Linked DNA regions of Nothobranchius furzeri: region 1 is linked to region 2. The links are chromatin contacts, called in public Micro-C maps. All regions are on one chromosome and are shown on one strand. The core of a region is the stretch at or near the end of the contact, and the rest is flanking DNA. Distances in the headings are between cores, read along the strand shown.

Region 1 (7,751 bases), core at 4,701-7,200, 71 kb before region 2:
AGGGTTTAAGTCTGAGGGGAGGAAGTGCTTCCACCCTTTTCATGAAATGGGAAACATTAATTACCCAACTTCAGTGTTTGTCTTGGTTTCCAGCGGGTCTCCCTGATATGGCTCTGTCGGCCCTGCTGCGGGAACAGGTGGAGGGGCTCATCCCTGAAGCTGTCGCCCTGATGTCACCCCAAAAAATGGCCGTGAGTTTCACCTGTCAGTTAAAGGCTGGATCACGCTGCAGTTTCACAGCTGATGGGACTTTGATTGATACTTTTTGAAAATACACAAATTTGCAACTTAAAAAAAACTTTTGGTAAAACTTTACAATTAGGGTCCTTTTACAACATTACTTAGTACGTTATTAAGCATTAATAAATTGTTAAAGTAAGTATTAACAAATGATTAACTGTATTATGTAATGCATTACTAAGCAGACCCCCCCCCCCCCCCCCCCCCGGCCCTTTGCCCTTTAAGGATATTTAATAGTTAACAATAACAGTAACATTAATTAAGGGACCCTTTGTTTATTAACGTTTACTAATGTGCACTAACGTTACTTAGTGTTTCCCGGCTCAGCCAGAGCTGAAATTCAAGGTGATAAATAAAGTTAATTCTTATGAAAGTTTGGTTGTCGCTTAATCTGAACGAAGTCCCGATCATAACAGCATTCTATAGAGATGGTGACGCTGGAAACGTCTACATCATTATTTCTGAGACAAAGGAAAAGGAAATTCTGATCTTCTTTTTCCCTCAGAGAGAAAAACATCCTTCAAAGATCAAAAACAAAGAAGCTAAAGTTATCAGCGAAAAACCTGCAGAAAAGTTTGGTATCAAAATAAACTGACTGAGGACGACATAAATAATGATACATTTAAAATCACACATGATCATCAGGAATTTAATTAAGACACATCTTAATTCTGACTTTAACTTTTATTAAAAGTTCTGAAAACAATGTGTCCAAAGTGAATTTGTGTCCATTTAAATTTTTTATTTTAAAATATATTTATTCAGATATGTTTGTATTTATTCCTTTAAAATATTTATGGTTTTGGGGAAAAGACAAGGTAGTTTTTGCTTTACCTGTGAATTTTAATGAATAAAACAAAATCAAATGAGATTCTACCCTTCATTTGTGTGTGTGTGTGTGTGTGTGTGTGTGTGTGTGTGTGTGTGTGTGCTTGCGTGTGTGTGCTTGCATTTGTGTGTGTTGGTGTGTGTGTGTGTCTGTGTGTGTGCTTGCATTTGTGTGTGCTTGAATTTGTATGTGTGTGTGTGTGTGTGTGTGTGCATGCATTTGTGTATGTGTGTTGATACACACACACACACACACACACACACACACACACACACACACACACACACGCGCGCACACACATTGATGTGTGTATATATGTGTGTGTGTGTGTGTGTGTGTGTGTGTGTGTGTGTGTGTGTGTGTGTGTGTGTGTGTGTGTGTGTGTGTGTGTGTGTGTGTGTGTGTGTTGCTGACAGGTGGTGTTCAGTGCGCTTCAGTTGTCGTGGCTGAGTGCGGAGCAGGCGTGGGCGGTCACAGAGGCACAGTGGGCAGAGCTGGACCCAGAACAGAGGCATGCTGTTGGTCTGGCTCGGTACGAGGGAGACGTGCTGCTGGAGCTCAGAGGTGTGACTTTAGCATACATCACACACACACACATGCAAATACACACACATAACAAACTTCCTGGTGTTGGGCCAGTTTCTGTGAAAGTTGTGTCTGCTGAGTTGTGAAAGTGATTTCTGTGTTGTGATAAATCAAACGTTCTTCTTCTCCAGGTAGAAACTCGGCTCCAACAGTCCTGAACAGCTTCTCTCTCTGCCCGCTGGCTCTGTGGCTTTTGTTACAACAATTAATTTAAAACAATGGAACAAAATTTAATTTTCCCTCTCACTTCCCCCTGCTATTACATTTGTACTTCAAATAAATATTTTGAACTTCCCCACTCTTCTGCGTGTCGGCCTCCTAATTTACATCTCATCTAATTGCTCTCTGCTCAACGTGATTCATTTTTATGAGAGTTATCGGCGAAGCCGAGTGTAAATCGGTGTGTGTTGCTGTTCTGTGTGTGAGAACTTTTTGTCCGAACAACATCAAGCAGCAATTTGGTCATGAATGTTTATGAGGGAAAATGAGTGGGCCTTCCTGCATTCACAGGAAAACCAAGCAAACAAGTTTGAGATGAGATTTTTCAGCCTTAACTCACTGTCTGGTACATTAAAATCCTTTAATGGACCTTTTGATATCTTCTGCAGCACTCTGTGACCTTTATGTGGATTCTCGTCCCTTTCTAGGATCTGTTTATTTCAATTAATCTGTAAAAATGATTCCTTTTTCATGTGTAAATCCTTTCAAAATCCAAAATCTGACCTCTAATTAAATAATCTGGCTTCTTGATGTGTTCCAAGCCACTTACTGAGAGCAATACAGGAGTGTCTATTATAGGAAGCACAAACTCATGTTCTCTAAGAAATTTTAAAATGCTTAGAGAAGATGTGCTAAAATAGGTCAAAACATTCAAATATCTGTCTTGAGATGTTTTTTTATTCCAACTGATTTCAACAATTCATCTGGATTTTTATTCTAAATGAATGCTGGACTTATGTTGGCTCCAGTTTCTAACCTTGTGAAGAAGATCTTGTGCCAAAACAGCTCAGACAGTTTAAAAGGAAATCAATTATATATATTTTTTCACTCAGCCCATTCATCCTCTTTCATTTTTTGGCACTGTGTCTCTGGATTTGATCGATCTGACAGAGCGATGACAGGAAATGAGGAGGAGCTGCATTAAAAAGATGCAACCCAGGTGCCCCTTATGCACCTGAACCATGCTGTGGTTTAGGGTTGGCTGCAGAATGAGTCCAGATGGTGCAAGTTTCTAATTAAAGTCAGGCTTGTTTGCTCCAAAACCTAGAACTACAGCAGCACTTTCCTGAGCTGGTACAGGTGAGGTGACAGGTTTATAAAGCTGGAGTCTGCAAGTTATGAAATGATCAGCTGAATAAGGATTTGTATTTTTCTGGTTTTTTTTATTAGAAAATGTTGCATTTTGCAGCTATTCTACTGCCTTTTCTTTTAAATAGATGACGTCTATTAGTCAGAATTCCATTCTTGGAACAGCTGTGTCTTCCTCTGATGCATGTTTTGTGTATTTATGCAAATCTTTGTATTCATATTACATTTTAAATGCCTCTTTTTTGGATTTGTTGCTTCTTTTTGTGTGTGATTATTGACTGACTGCAGCAATTTTGTTTTTCTTTTGTCAATCTTCCATCTTTCTCTGGGCTTTTGTGGAAATTTATTGTCAGAGTACTTAGAGCTTATTTATGGCTATTTGGAATAAAACTCTCTCTCTTTCATCACCTGTTGTGCACAATTGCAATACTTTGATGGGCTTTTCAAATAGAAATATTAGTCACTATGTGGGGAAACTCAGAGAGACGGGGGCTTTCTGGCCTTGGACATGTGCCCGGTAAGCCTATTTATAATCCTCTCATATTGGCAACAATGTCCTCAATCAGGATGACGTTTACTGGCATGCGATCAGCTTACTGGGCATTTACTTCCTGTTTTTTCCTGCAATAAATTACCCTCTTCGTGGTTGGCATCTGCCAGCTTCAGAGTCTTGCTGTCTGTGGTTTCCTGCAATACCGTCAGTGACCAGAAGGCGGGGCTGTGGCAGCGCTAGCGCTCTGAGTAGGTGTTGCTCAAAGGTTATGGCAAGCGGGTTTATCATATAACATGTAAGACTACAACAGTTCGGTCGTTTGTGAAATTTCACTTGCGTTATTTCCTGAAGATCAGCATTCGCCCAGTCCACAATCAACATTAATTTTAATACAAATCATACAGCTAAGCCCCGGATTCCTATGAGAACTGTGTTTATGTCTAGACATGGTGTTTATCTCAAAAAGAACCAATGATAAAGAGAGAAATCACATTTCAGTTATAAATAAAAAATAAACACGATACGTTTTTAAATAAGTGTATAAAATTGAGATATCTTTGCAACATTTAGGAAATAGTAAATTAACAATTGTTGATCAGTGAAGAACAGGCAACTTGCCTCTCATCGGCTGACAGCCATAGGGCCACGAACAACACCCTCAACTGATTAGAGTGGGTAGACTTATGGAAACAAGAAATGCAATCTATTGTTAAACATTTTGGGTATCTTAATTATAGTCAAAATAAGAACAGCCAAAGTCTAATCTAAGAAACTGCTTTAGTGACTTAGTGCAGAGTAATTCAAACACACAAAAACAAACATGCCTTTCACAAACAACATGCAAATGACATGCAAAAATATAAAAAGTGGTCTGACAGACTGATTACAAATTTGCATGTTCAGTGAGTATGTGTGCAGATGGGGTATCCAAGACCTGCACAACATCTGCACTATGCTGAGCAAAGTAAAATAAATAAATAAATAAAAAATACAAAAAACAAGATTTTCTATCATTTGTTTGCAGCGATACACAAGTAGAATTTTGGGTAAAAGAAAAACTGAGGAGTAAAAAAAAATGCTGTCCAAAATCAAGAATTTTAGGTCTTTTTCCTGGAACCACTTTGCAGATGAAAGTAACAAATTTATTTTCCTTACTATGTATGAAATAATTTCTAATTAAAACAAAGCAGCTATTTCACGTTATTACTCTACATCAGTGGATCCTGCCAGGGATGATGGGCTTCAAGAAAATAAATCACAAGTAAAGATTTTTTTTAAATGAATTTATTCAAAATAAAAAATGGGCCCACTGTCAGTCATGGATCATAGAATCATCATGCCCCCCATTAGAAGACCCCCACTCAATGCCTTAAAAATAAATAAATAAATAAATAAATAAATAAATTTATAGTTTTTTTTCTGCATCAGTGTTGCTCTACCTTGATCCTGTCAAAATTAAATGTTCATTTCCTGAAACGGATAGCAACAGAGAAAAAAACGTCACCTGATTTGAATCTGACGAAAATGACATCTTTCTCAGTACATCTCACTACATCTCATTACATCTTACATCTTCCCAAACTGCAAAGGTTGGTCAAAACATGAACTTGAAATGGTTATCCATGCTTTTATCTCCTCTCGTCTAGATTACTGTAACACACTCTTCACATGTTTTAACAAAAAAGCCCTTGATCACCTTCTGTCGGTCCAGAACTCTGCAGCGAGGCTCCTAACTGGAGCAAACAGCAGAGCACACATCACTCCTATTCTAATGTCTCTGCACTGGTTACCCGTTAACTTTAGAGTTCATTTTAGAATCCTGACTATAACATGGTCAAGCTCATCCCTATATTACTGAACTATTAAAGACTTATGCTCCAACCCGAGCCCAAATGACCACACACCAAAACCTTCTAGAAGTTCCAAAGACCAGAAATAAAAGTCGAGGGGATGCTCCTTCCAGACTGTTGCACCTCAGCTTTGGAATGATCTTCCTTTATCCTTATGTAGTCTGGACACCTTTAAAAAACTGCTTTACCTAAACCTTTATTTTGTTATTTTCAACTCAAATTTGTAATTTTCCATCTGTTTATGAAATTTTATAATTTGATGACTTTATTTTTTCTGATGTTAATCTATTTCTGTTTAGATATCATTATGATTTTATGACTTTGTTTTAATTTGTTTTTATTTATGTGAAGCACATTGTGAGCACATTATGATTCTATGTCTGTGATAAGTGCAATATAAATTAAATGTACTTACTTACCTACATTTTTGTTGTAAAAAGGAATATTCTCGCCCCCTAGTGGCGTTGTGAAATTTCAGTATTTGTTAAAATAATGTTAACATATTAGGGACAGAGAAAAAGTCCCTTGGAAAACAAGTTTTAAAATGTCCAAACGAATTATTTCCAAAATCTGTATTTGATGTGAGAACGATTAAATGTTAGAACGGCCTGCCATACCTGTCTCCACTTTGTCCACGGCCGTGACGTGTTTCCTGGGGCTTGTACTGACCACTCAGCGGTACACCGGAGGGGTATCATGAGTGTTTATCACCAGCAGTTGTCTTTAAGACATTCTTCAGTCGCTCCATCGTGTCGTCCTTGTCGGTTTTAACACCGTAACACGAGACAACAACAAGTAGGGCCGAGCAGGATGTAAAGGGAAGCTGGTAAGTTCAGCCGCTGATATAAGTTTACCGTCTGCTTTAGCTAGTATTTTGACTTGTTCTGGTCTTCCGAGTTGACCCAGCTCGCCGCTCTAGAACCACCGAAAACCCCGACACAGTCATGAGGCTTATGTCGCCTTATTTAGCCACGTCTTGTCAGTCTGTGTTCTCCCGGAGTGGAAACCACTCACGAGCTAACGTTCGGTTTCTGTGGTTGTTCCTGCGGAGCGGAGACAGGAAAGGGAAAAAAGCTCCCGACCGGGGCTGTGTGTAACAGAATCCGATCGGTTCTGGCTCGGAATCTCCGTCAGAGGTTGGATGAAAGGAGGGGACGAACCTAGGGGAGGCACCTGTGAGACTAACAAAGCAGGTCGGCGTCAAGTTTGCGTTAATCTGTACGCGGCGGTACAGTTTCAGACATATCACTCAAGCGGAGGAGTCGTCATCGCATCAGCTCCAGCCGCAGTTCCGAGCCAAACTATGACTTCGTGTTGTTGCCACGGACTCTGCGAGTGAACGAGGTGAGTCAACCGGCCATCATCATCATCAGCTGGAGCCCCCACAACCCTCCAACTTCAGCTCATAAACATAAATATATCTGGCGTTCAGAGGCCTGACAGAGAAGTTCTGCTCTTCCTCTCGTGCTTGTTTCTGCTCCTGACTGACGTTTAGTGCTCCGAACCTCGCGAGGATCGTAGGAAACGTTTGTTTTGAGCGTGAATGTTAAATATTAACCCATCGGTGATTCTACATGAAAACATTTCAGACCTTTGGTCTGACGGTGAACAGCTGTTACCTGAATACTTGCAGCAAATGTAGCAAAATCATATAAATATACAGACAAAACATAAAAATATCGTTACACAATTGGTTTCCCTGATCCTGCGTTTTTGTAAAAATAAACATTTTCTCACATAAACTATCCCCCCCCCCCCCACACACACACACACACACACAATTTAGGGCATTTATTTACAGAAAATATGCCAGTAAAATAAAAATTCAATGCAAATAAAACAACTTTCATGCGTCTGACTTAGTTTTAAGGCTTGTGGTCATCCGTCTTCCTTTGGATCACAAATGCAGCCATCTTTTAGATTTAATTCATAATATTCACTCCGACCACAGAGGCACTAATGTCATATTTGTTGTTTTTGATTTTTACCTCGTTGGTTCAGCAACAGGGTTATCTGGTGAAAACTGGTTATCATAGTGAAACTCCAGTGGCATGTAAAGGCATGTTTGTGCTTCAATAAATGTTTCCTGGAACGAGGGCTGTGGACAGTATCCCAGCATTCCCAAATAAATTCCATTAGAAAAATGGAAGAACTGAGGCCTTTCCCACAAACGGCTACTTGTAGTCTTTGAGTTATTGTTGGTTGCCCCAGGATTTAAAACGGTTCTTGAAAAAGTGCAAAATTCAGTGGAAAGTATTACTGGAGTGTTCTTGCGATGCTTTAATGTTGAAACGTCTGACGGGATTTTGAGGAAGTATTTATGACAACTGCAGAGCAAATGTATCTGGAAATTATGTGATCAGACGTGATGTGTGAGAGCTGACGCTTCTGCCATTAGGGCTAATTATTTACAGAAAATGACTTTGCTGACAAATGATGGCTCAAA
Region 2 (7,712 bases), core at 3,170-5,669:
TTCTGCTGTCTATCTGCTGAAAGGACAAACATTTAAAATAACAAACCAACACCAGAGACATGCACATAGATTATCAGTCTCTTACACTTTTCTGTCTTTATTTTAGCTAAAATCACAGTTAAAATGCTTCAAGAGGACTGACTTTGTATAAAAATTCTTGTGATGGGAACATTAAATTTCACATGCACCTAAGAAACATATTTGTCTCTTCACTCTGCTGTTAGTCTTGCAGCACAAGGTAGAGACAGCAATTTAATAACCACTCTGCAAATTTAATCGTGTCTGTCTGGTTTGTTGAAGGCAAAACAACTGTCCAGATCTTTTTTTTTATCTGCTCAGACGGGCTCAAGTTAAATAGTTGTAATGCACATTTTGGAGGGGAGTCGCTGCATAATTCTGTTGTTTTGAAGTGATTCAACTCCTGTTGAGATTAAACATTCTGGATAGTGAATGGTTTCACTTTAGCAAATGAAATTTCATCGTTCATTTTCTCTGACAGCAGCAGAAAATGCCTTTGGCTTTATTAAGGTGACAAAAAAACGAACACATTTAAGTTGTTTTTGTATACTCTTAGTCGACATGTCCTACTGTGTTTTCTATTAAGCAGACAACTTTGTGTAGCAGGTGGAGCTGAAATGAGTCAGACATAAAATTAAGCACAAAACATTTGCTCATCAGATAAACGTAGCAAAATCCTCTTATGAGAAAATGAAAGCAAGCAAGTGCAAAGATGCCTTTTAGAGTTCAGAGCAGGAAAAATGTCAAACTGAAAGCTGCAACGGTGTAGATTAAACAGGCTGATGGCTCCGTGTGTGCATCTTTAGGCAGCTATTTGTTGGAAGTGTCAGGAAGAAATTAAGCAGATTTGCAAATGCTAAAAAAAAATGTCTTAAAGTGAGTGATTGAAATTTTGTCAGTGTTTACTGAAGGAAATATTTTAGACACAAACTTAAAACCTGTTCTTGTTTTTCTCAGAAAATGCCCGTGTCTGCTGTCACCTTTATTCTCCTTATAAAAGGGCTTCAGTTGAAGCATTGGGTGAATCATTCAGATCTCTAAAAATCAAGAGTGTCTGATCCTCATTACGCTCAGAGCTGTGCTAATTTTATCCAAAGGAATCAAAGTAATATTTTCCTTCATCCCTTAGATGAATTTTTAGTCTCAGAGGGTCTGCTTTACTTGAGGAGATGGTTCACCCACAATTCCACTCATCTCATTCCTTCCTTCTTTTTTTTAACAACCAACTCAACCACAGAAGAAAATCAATAAAGATACTGTTTGAATTGTATGCTTGGGTCGACAGTAATATCACAGAGGTTGCACAGAAGATGATCAGCGGCTCTGCGCCACTGAGAAGACATCAGAATCACACCAGTACAGCCCGCATAACAAATATGTAAAAACACGGATGAAACCCCACTTCCCCCCCTGTGAAGTTCGCCCCCCACCCCCCCACAACAGCTGATGGTTTCCAGTCTAGACTGGTTCTGATTTGTGTGTTTGGGCTGCAGGTGTGCGCATGCTGGATGGAGAAGTGACAGACATGGTGGAGGCCCAGTCCCTCAGTCTGAACCCCCAACACATCGACATCTACAGCGCTAGTTGGGGCCCGGAGGACGATGGTAAAACAGTGGATGGACCCGCCAAACTGGCCAAGGAAGCCTTTCTGCGCGGAGTCACCGAGGTGGGTGTGTGATTGTGAGATGGTCTGTGCAGGACAGAATTATTTACTGCCCGTGTGTTGCTTCCTTTCAGCAGTAAGTAATTGAACTGTTCAGGCGTGAGAGAACACCAGTGGGCAGAACAAAGCAGTTTTTGACCCTGACAATTATGAATGGGAAGTAATGTCCTCTAAACGCCACCAGGGATGAAAATGTGGGAAAATGAATGGAAGCAACTCTGGTTAAAATTATTCATTTCTCTCTCTTTTTTTCACAAAACATTTTGTTTAGCTGAAGGGCAACTCTTTCAAGTTATTTTATCCACCATATTTATTTTATTCTAGGTGCTTTCTAAAAATTCCAGTTAAGCATTTATGGCAGCTTTTAATTATAAACATTTCCAATCAAAGGCCTGTCTATATGCAGGTACAGTCAGAGATTTTATAGATGAATTTTTTAAATAGTCGTCGGCTTCTGACAGCATGACAGTCTGAATATTAAAGAAGAAAGGAAGCAGAGTGCCACGTCAACAGTTCTGCTGTCGATGGCTGCATTTTTGATTTGGCACAACAGGACCACATGAGAAATGTGCAAATCAACAGATTAAAGATCCAGATTACACCCCTAACTGTCACATCTGCTCCTCCTTAAAAGCACTTGATCGGAAGAGCGCCGGCGCTTGTAGAGCTGCAGGATTCGAGGCTTGTGCCATAAAGTTGATTGGAACCGCTGACGCTGACTACTAAGATAATTGGCACGGTGACAGCGCTGTCGGATAGTGGTTGGGTGGTGCGTCGCTGGAATTGATCAGTGCACAGAGAGAGATGGTGCCACTCAATACACTAAAGCAGCTCTTAGATGGAAATTATTGCACTTCAAAAGCTGACGGGCTGGATGATTTATTACAACGAGCTGTTGTCATTTTGATCCTTTTCGTTTTGCTCTGCTGTCATGTAATATTTAGCTCTTTGCAATTTACTGAGTGACCACCCAGGCCTCTGTGATGTATGCTGGGTTTTAATGGGGCCTTTCTGAAAGGAACCCTGGAATGAATTTGCCCCTTTATAATTGGGATTCCTATTAAAGATTGAATGAGATTTTGTTCTTGTCTGTATCCTGTTGCTCTGTGCCATAATTAAATGAAAGGAAGTGTGTTGGCCTCCCCCCCGTTTGTGTCAACGTGCTTCTCTCTCTCTCTCCAGGGTCGTGGCGGTTTGGGCTCCATCTTTGTGTGGGCTTCTGGTAATGGAGGAAGAGAGAAAGACAGCTGTAACTGCGACGGCTACACCAACAGCATTTACACCCTGTCCATCAGCAGCACCACACAAAACGGCAACGTCCCTTGGTACAGCGAGGCTTGCTCCTCCACCCTCGCCACCACCTACAGCTCGGGGGGCCTTAATGAGAAACAGATAGTGAGTTGTGGCTGTGTGCCGTGTCCTCTCTGTCTTTGTCTGCCTTTTCTTGTTTCACTCACACAAAGCTCTGGCTTTCACCGGGAGTTTCACCCTTCATGTCTGTGCTCAGTCAGAGATGGCTTCAGTATGTTTCTGGATGGTTTAGTGGAGCTGCAGCCTTTAAAACCATCCAAGTCTGCAAGTTGAACACGTTTTATTTCAGTTTATATGTAAATGAAGCAAAAAGATTTTAGTACATTTTATAGCCAGTTTGATGCAGCTTATTATTCTAAAACAATTTAATCACAAGAATAAAACTACAAAAATTAGATGAATTGAAGTTAAGAATCTGATGGAGTTATTAGGTCAAGAATACATGCATCCTGTTCATGGGTGAGGAAAAGTGGCTCCTTAGACATCCTCTAAGAGGTGATTGTGAAGCAAAACCGTTTAGAGGGAAAAGTTCAAAGGAGAGTTTGTTGCTCCTCCACATTTAAAGGAGACTTTTAAGGAGGTTCATTAAAAATGCCTCCTGGATGCCTCTCTAGTTTGGAGTGTCTGATTTGTCTGACAGGAAGCACACCAGACAGATTGTATCTGTTGACTGGATTGGTAATGCCTCAGTGATCCCTACAGAAAAGCAGGAGGCGGCTGGAGAAGGTTGACTCTGCCAGGCTGAATCAGTGGACGAATGAGCAAGTTTAGGTTAAATGATCTAAACAGTTAAAAGATGTGCTTACATTTTATTTTTGAACCCAAAAAGATTTATTTTCAATGTTTTACAAACTGAAACAAATGTTGACTGAATCCCATCATGACTTTTCTCCAGTCTCTACAATTTAAGCTGTTTTGGGTCATTAAAATGATTATGAAAAGGGAACGGCTGGAGCTCCATCTAACAAATCTGTTGCTGCTTAACATTCCCGTCACAAGCGCTAAATCTTTCCTTTACGCACGCACGCACGTGCACACACATACACACACAGCGTAGCAGCACAACAGGCAGTTTATGACATCTCTGTGACGTATGGCTGGACCTTTAATTGCCTCTGTGATGTACTCGTTTAATTAGGATGTCACTCGTGAAGCCGAGATCGACAAGTAAGAGAAGAACATCTCAATGTCTTTACTCATAAAATTTGTTCAGTCGAATTGTTTAAACATAGAAAAATGCTCCTGATGGTCCTTAAATCTAATAATCATTTAAAAGATCCTTCTCTACCGTAGGTTCTGCACTAGTTAACATTTCAGATCTTTAGTACTTTTTTGCTGCATCGTAATGCAGTGTTGCACGCCGACCTGATCTTCTAGATGGTTCAGTTGGACTGTAATGTTTTTCACAAGGCAGAGTTTGGAATTGGTTTTCATTGCACAAATCTTCTGGCTCTGCACCAACTTGCCTCTCATTCATGCAGCAGGAGAGATTCACATCTGTGAGCTGCCCTGTGAAACCAAAGCCTGCTGCTGTGGATCATTTAGGAGTTTCCTCCTGAAGCCATTCTGTCTTTAAAAAATATTGTTGTCAAAAAGATGATGTGATTTCTTTTACTGGATTTTCTTAACCCAGCGGGTGATTTCTGCATTTTGCAAGTTAACAAATGAGAGAATGAAAGACAATTAGGGGTTTTGCTAGTAAAACGACCGGTTTGGGACATCAGTGCTATTTTTTATAGAACCCTTCTGTAAGTTTTTGATGAATATAGAAAGGAATAAAGTTGGACTAAAGCTCTGTGTGCTGATCTTCCTTAGGTGACTACAGACCTCAAATCTAAATGCACGGACACCCACACGGGCACATCAGCCTCAGCCCCGCTGGCTGCTGGGATCATCGCTCTCGCCCTTGAAGCAAAGTAAGAGCTTATCACCGTTTTTCGGCCTTGCATTGCTCTTCAGCTGCACTGCCTCATTTTCTTGTCTACTTATTTACATCAGTGTTATTCGGTAAATCCAGATAACTGCTGGAAAACATGTAAAAAAAACCTCATTAGGCCTTGCAGTTAATATTTTGTAAAAATAAATAAATAAAAGATTAAATATTCAGAATTCAGAGCCGGTTGAATTAATGTGTACCTGTTATCAGCACATAGATTTAAAACGGTATTTGTTTTTAGATTGTAATATATTCAAACATTTTTGTTGCACTTGTAATGGTCATAAATTGCTGGTTTTCACAGTGACTTAGCTCGATTATTCCACTTTTTCAGCATAATGTTCTTCAACCTCTTCGCCTCATATTCAGATTGTGCTTTTATAAAGAACTCTGAGCACTAATCATTCTTATCTGGTCACACGGCACTAATGGAGAGACAAAAAAAAGAAGAGATGTAACATGGCCCTGAAAATGAGTAATTAGTTCTGCAGCAGAGACAAAACGTTTGCAATTAGGACTGAGTTTGATGTAGGAAGTTTAAAGTAAAGATGCTTCATAGAATATATTTTCTTTAATAAATTCTCAAGGAAGTCATAATGAATAGAGTTTGTATGGAGTTGGTGACTGATGGGCTGTTTTTTATTCTTCATTGCTGCAATAGAAGTTCCTGGTTAGAAGTTCTCTGCTCTAAACGTTTCACCAAAGGGCAGAAATGAACATGAAACATGTGCTGACTAAAGGTTTAATGAACGCAGGGAAGGATTAGACTAAAACGTCATTGTTTTAATTATCTGTCCACCTGTAGGTTAAAACTGCAGCACGTATTGTCAAAGGCACCTCTTTGATCTGTTTTAGTGGCTCAGCTTGATTCACAACCCTGATCCTTACCATGTGTGTGTTTCGTTTTATGTGACTGTGTGTGTTTTTCTGTTTCTGTGTTTGCACGTTCCAGTAAAAACCTTACCTGGAGGGACATGCAACATCTGGTTGTACGAACTTCTCGTCCTGCTCACCTGCTCACAATTGACTGGAAAACCAATGGTGTTGGACGCAAAGGCACGACAAATTTTCCAAATTTATTTTTTGTTGGGTTTTTTTCTGCTCTCTCCAGGAAGCGATTATGAACTAAATAGTTTATACCAAACAAGAGGTGCTGTCTTTAGGAAGTTTGAGTCAAGCCTGTAAATAGAAAGCCGACGCTCCATTAGCAGACCGACTTTCATGTTTCTTTTTCTTTTGTTTCTGCAGTTAGTCATTCGTATGGATATGGTCTGCTTGATGCCAGTGCAATCGTATCACTGGCAAGTACATGGACCAACGTGGGGCCACAGAGGAAATATGTTATCCCCATGCTCAGTGAGCCAAGGTCAGTACGAGACTGGAGCCTTTATCTTCCGTATGTGAATTCACACACCGGTCAATTTTTTGCAATAACTTGTGATGTTCTACACAAAGCCTGGTGTTAGTTTGATTCCCTCGTGCTGCCTTGCTGAAGAAGGTCTAGAAAACATCAGAGTTCATGTTCAAAAAGCTACACAGTCACACTGAGAAGTGACTATTATGCATAAACATGTAGTTTCATCCAGTTAGTGTGGTCTGTAGGAATGGTATCAAGCATGGCCTGATTTTAGTGTGATGTTACTGCTTCATCAGCCTGCTGGTGTCTGTTAAAACACCTGCCGTTACTTTACTGTAAGCCTCACCTCTCAGCCATTTTCTCCCTCCTTGTTCTGTTGTCAGAGTCGAAAGTGTGTCTGACGTCTCCTCTTCATTATGCACTCCCTGTCACTTGTCTCCCTGGGTTTGAGGTTTGTCTCTTTTACTGCAGCTTCCAGACGCTCGGAGCAGATGGCTCCAGCGTCTGGGAGCTGCAGTCAAGGCAGGTTATTCAATTTACATTTTTGGATTTTAGCTGGTCTGATAATGAAGAGTGACTTGTTAAAGGTGAGCAGGAGGGTTTTTTTTTTATTGTTGCCTCCCCTTAAGAAGGGATCATCTAATTAACAGATCATACTGGCGATCAGTGCTAGAATCGTTTAAATGGCTGTTATTCATTGTTTGGCTCTCAGTTACAGTGATTTATTGTGAACACAGACATTCATTTGCATAATAGTAAAATAATAAATAAAGCTTAAAGTGATATCAATCGACTCATTTATGAATTTTAGAGTGACTGCAGCTGATCTGAAATTTATCATTAGGGCCAACTCTGCTTTTAGTTGGAAAAATTGATTCTGTCAAAACAAGAAGAGGGAGAGGATCTCCTGTGATCATTTATCTAACAGAATAAACAGCACACACACACACACACACACACACACACACACACACACACACACACACACACACACACACACACACACACACACACACACACACACACACACACACACACAGACACAGACACAGACACACACACACACACACACACACACACACAAAACGTTATAAGCCAGATTTCTTACCTTCTGAATGTGACGGGCGTGCACTTTATTATCATGAAAATTAAACTTACGTTGCACAAATTATCGTTGCAAACAAAAAAAACATGTAGAGAAATATTTTCCTTTCTTTATGAATCCACTTTAACTTACCAGGCTCACAGTAAATCATTTATTTAGGCTTTAGGTGAAATAAACCTGAATATACATCACGGGTAATTTGGCCTCGTTTAAGGTTGATGCTGCACCGTTGGGGAAAGAGAAATCTGTGCAGTTATTTTATTAATGAAAACATAGATTTTTGGCTCCAGAGCATTTTAGCTTCATAAAGTAGGTTTATGGA

The links. A called contact is a pair of places that touch in the nucleus more often than the background predicts.
Region 1: a contact with region 2 is called in a Micro-C map of tail fin, with 7 times the contacts expected there. The contact joins the promoter of furina here to the enhancer-like site in region 2. A contact is called at or near these places in 2 of 2 Hi-C or Micro-C datasets (skeletal muscle and tail fin).

Annotation. Positions count from the first base shown.
Region 1 is chr9:57,918,247-57,925,997 of NfurGRZ-RIMD1, reverse strand. It overlaps furina (furin (paired basic amino acid cleaving enzyme) a), which reads left to right and starts at 5,950. Exons shown (of 16, transcript XM_015952937.3): 1 at 5,950-6,131. LOC107381332 (stereocilin) reads left to right here. Exons shown (of 31, transcript XM_070554972.1): 29 at 94-191; 30 at 1,486-1,633; 31 at 1,786-1,987. The coding sequence ends at 1,868.
Region 2 is chr9:57,845,683-57,853,394 of NfurGRZ-RIMD1, reverse strand. It overlaps furina (furin (paired basic amino acid cleaving enzyme) a), which reads left to right. Exons shown (of 16, transcript XM_015952937.3): 8 at 1,512-1,684; 9 at 2,864-3,076; 10 at 4,808-4,908; 11 at 5,881-5,984; 12 at 6,177-6,294. Among protein-coding and RNA genes, the nearest start is that of fes, 15 kb to the right of the region's middle. Within about 2 kb of position 4,419, at least 1 of the 3 cell types and tissues checked has an H3K27ac peak or open chromatin away from gene starts, as enhancers often do. A contact at or near this core is called in tail fin, where this site is marked.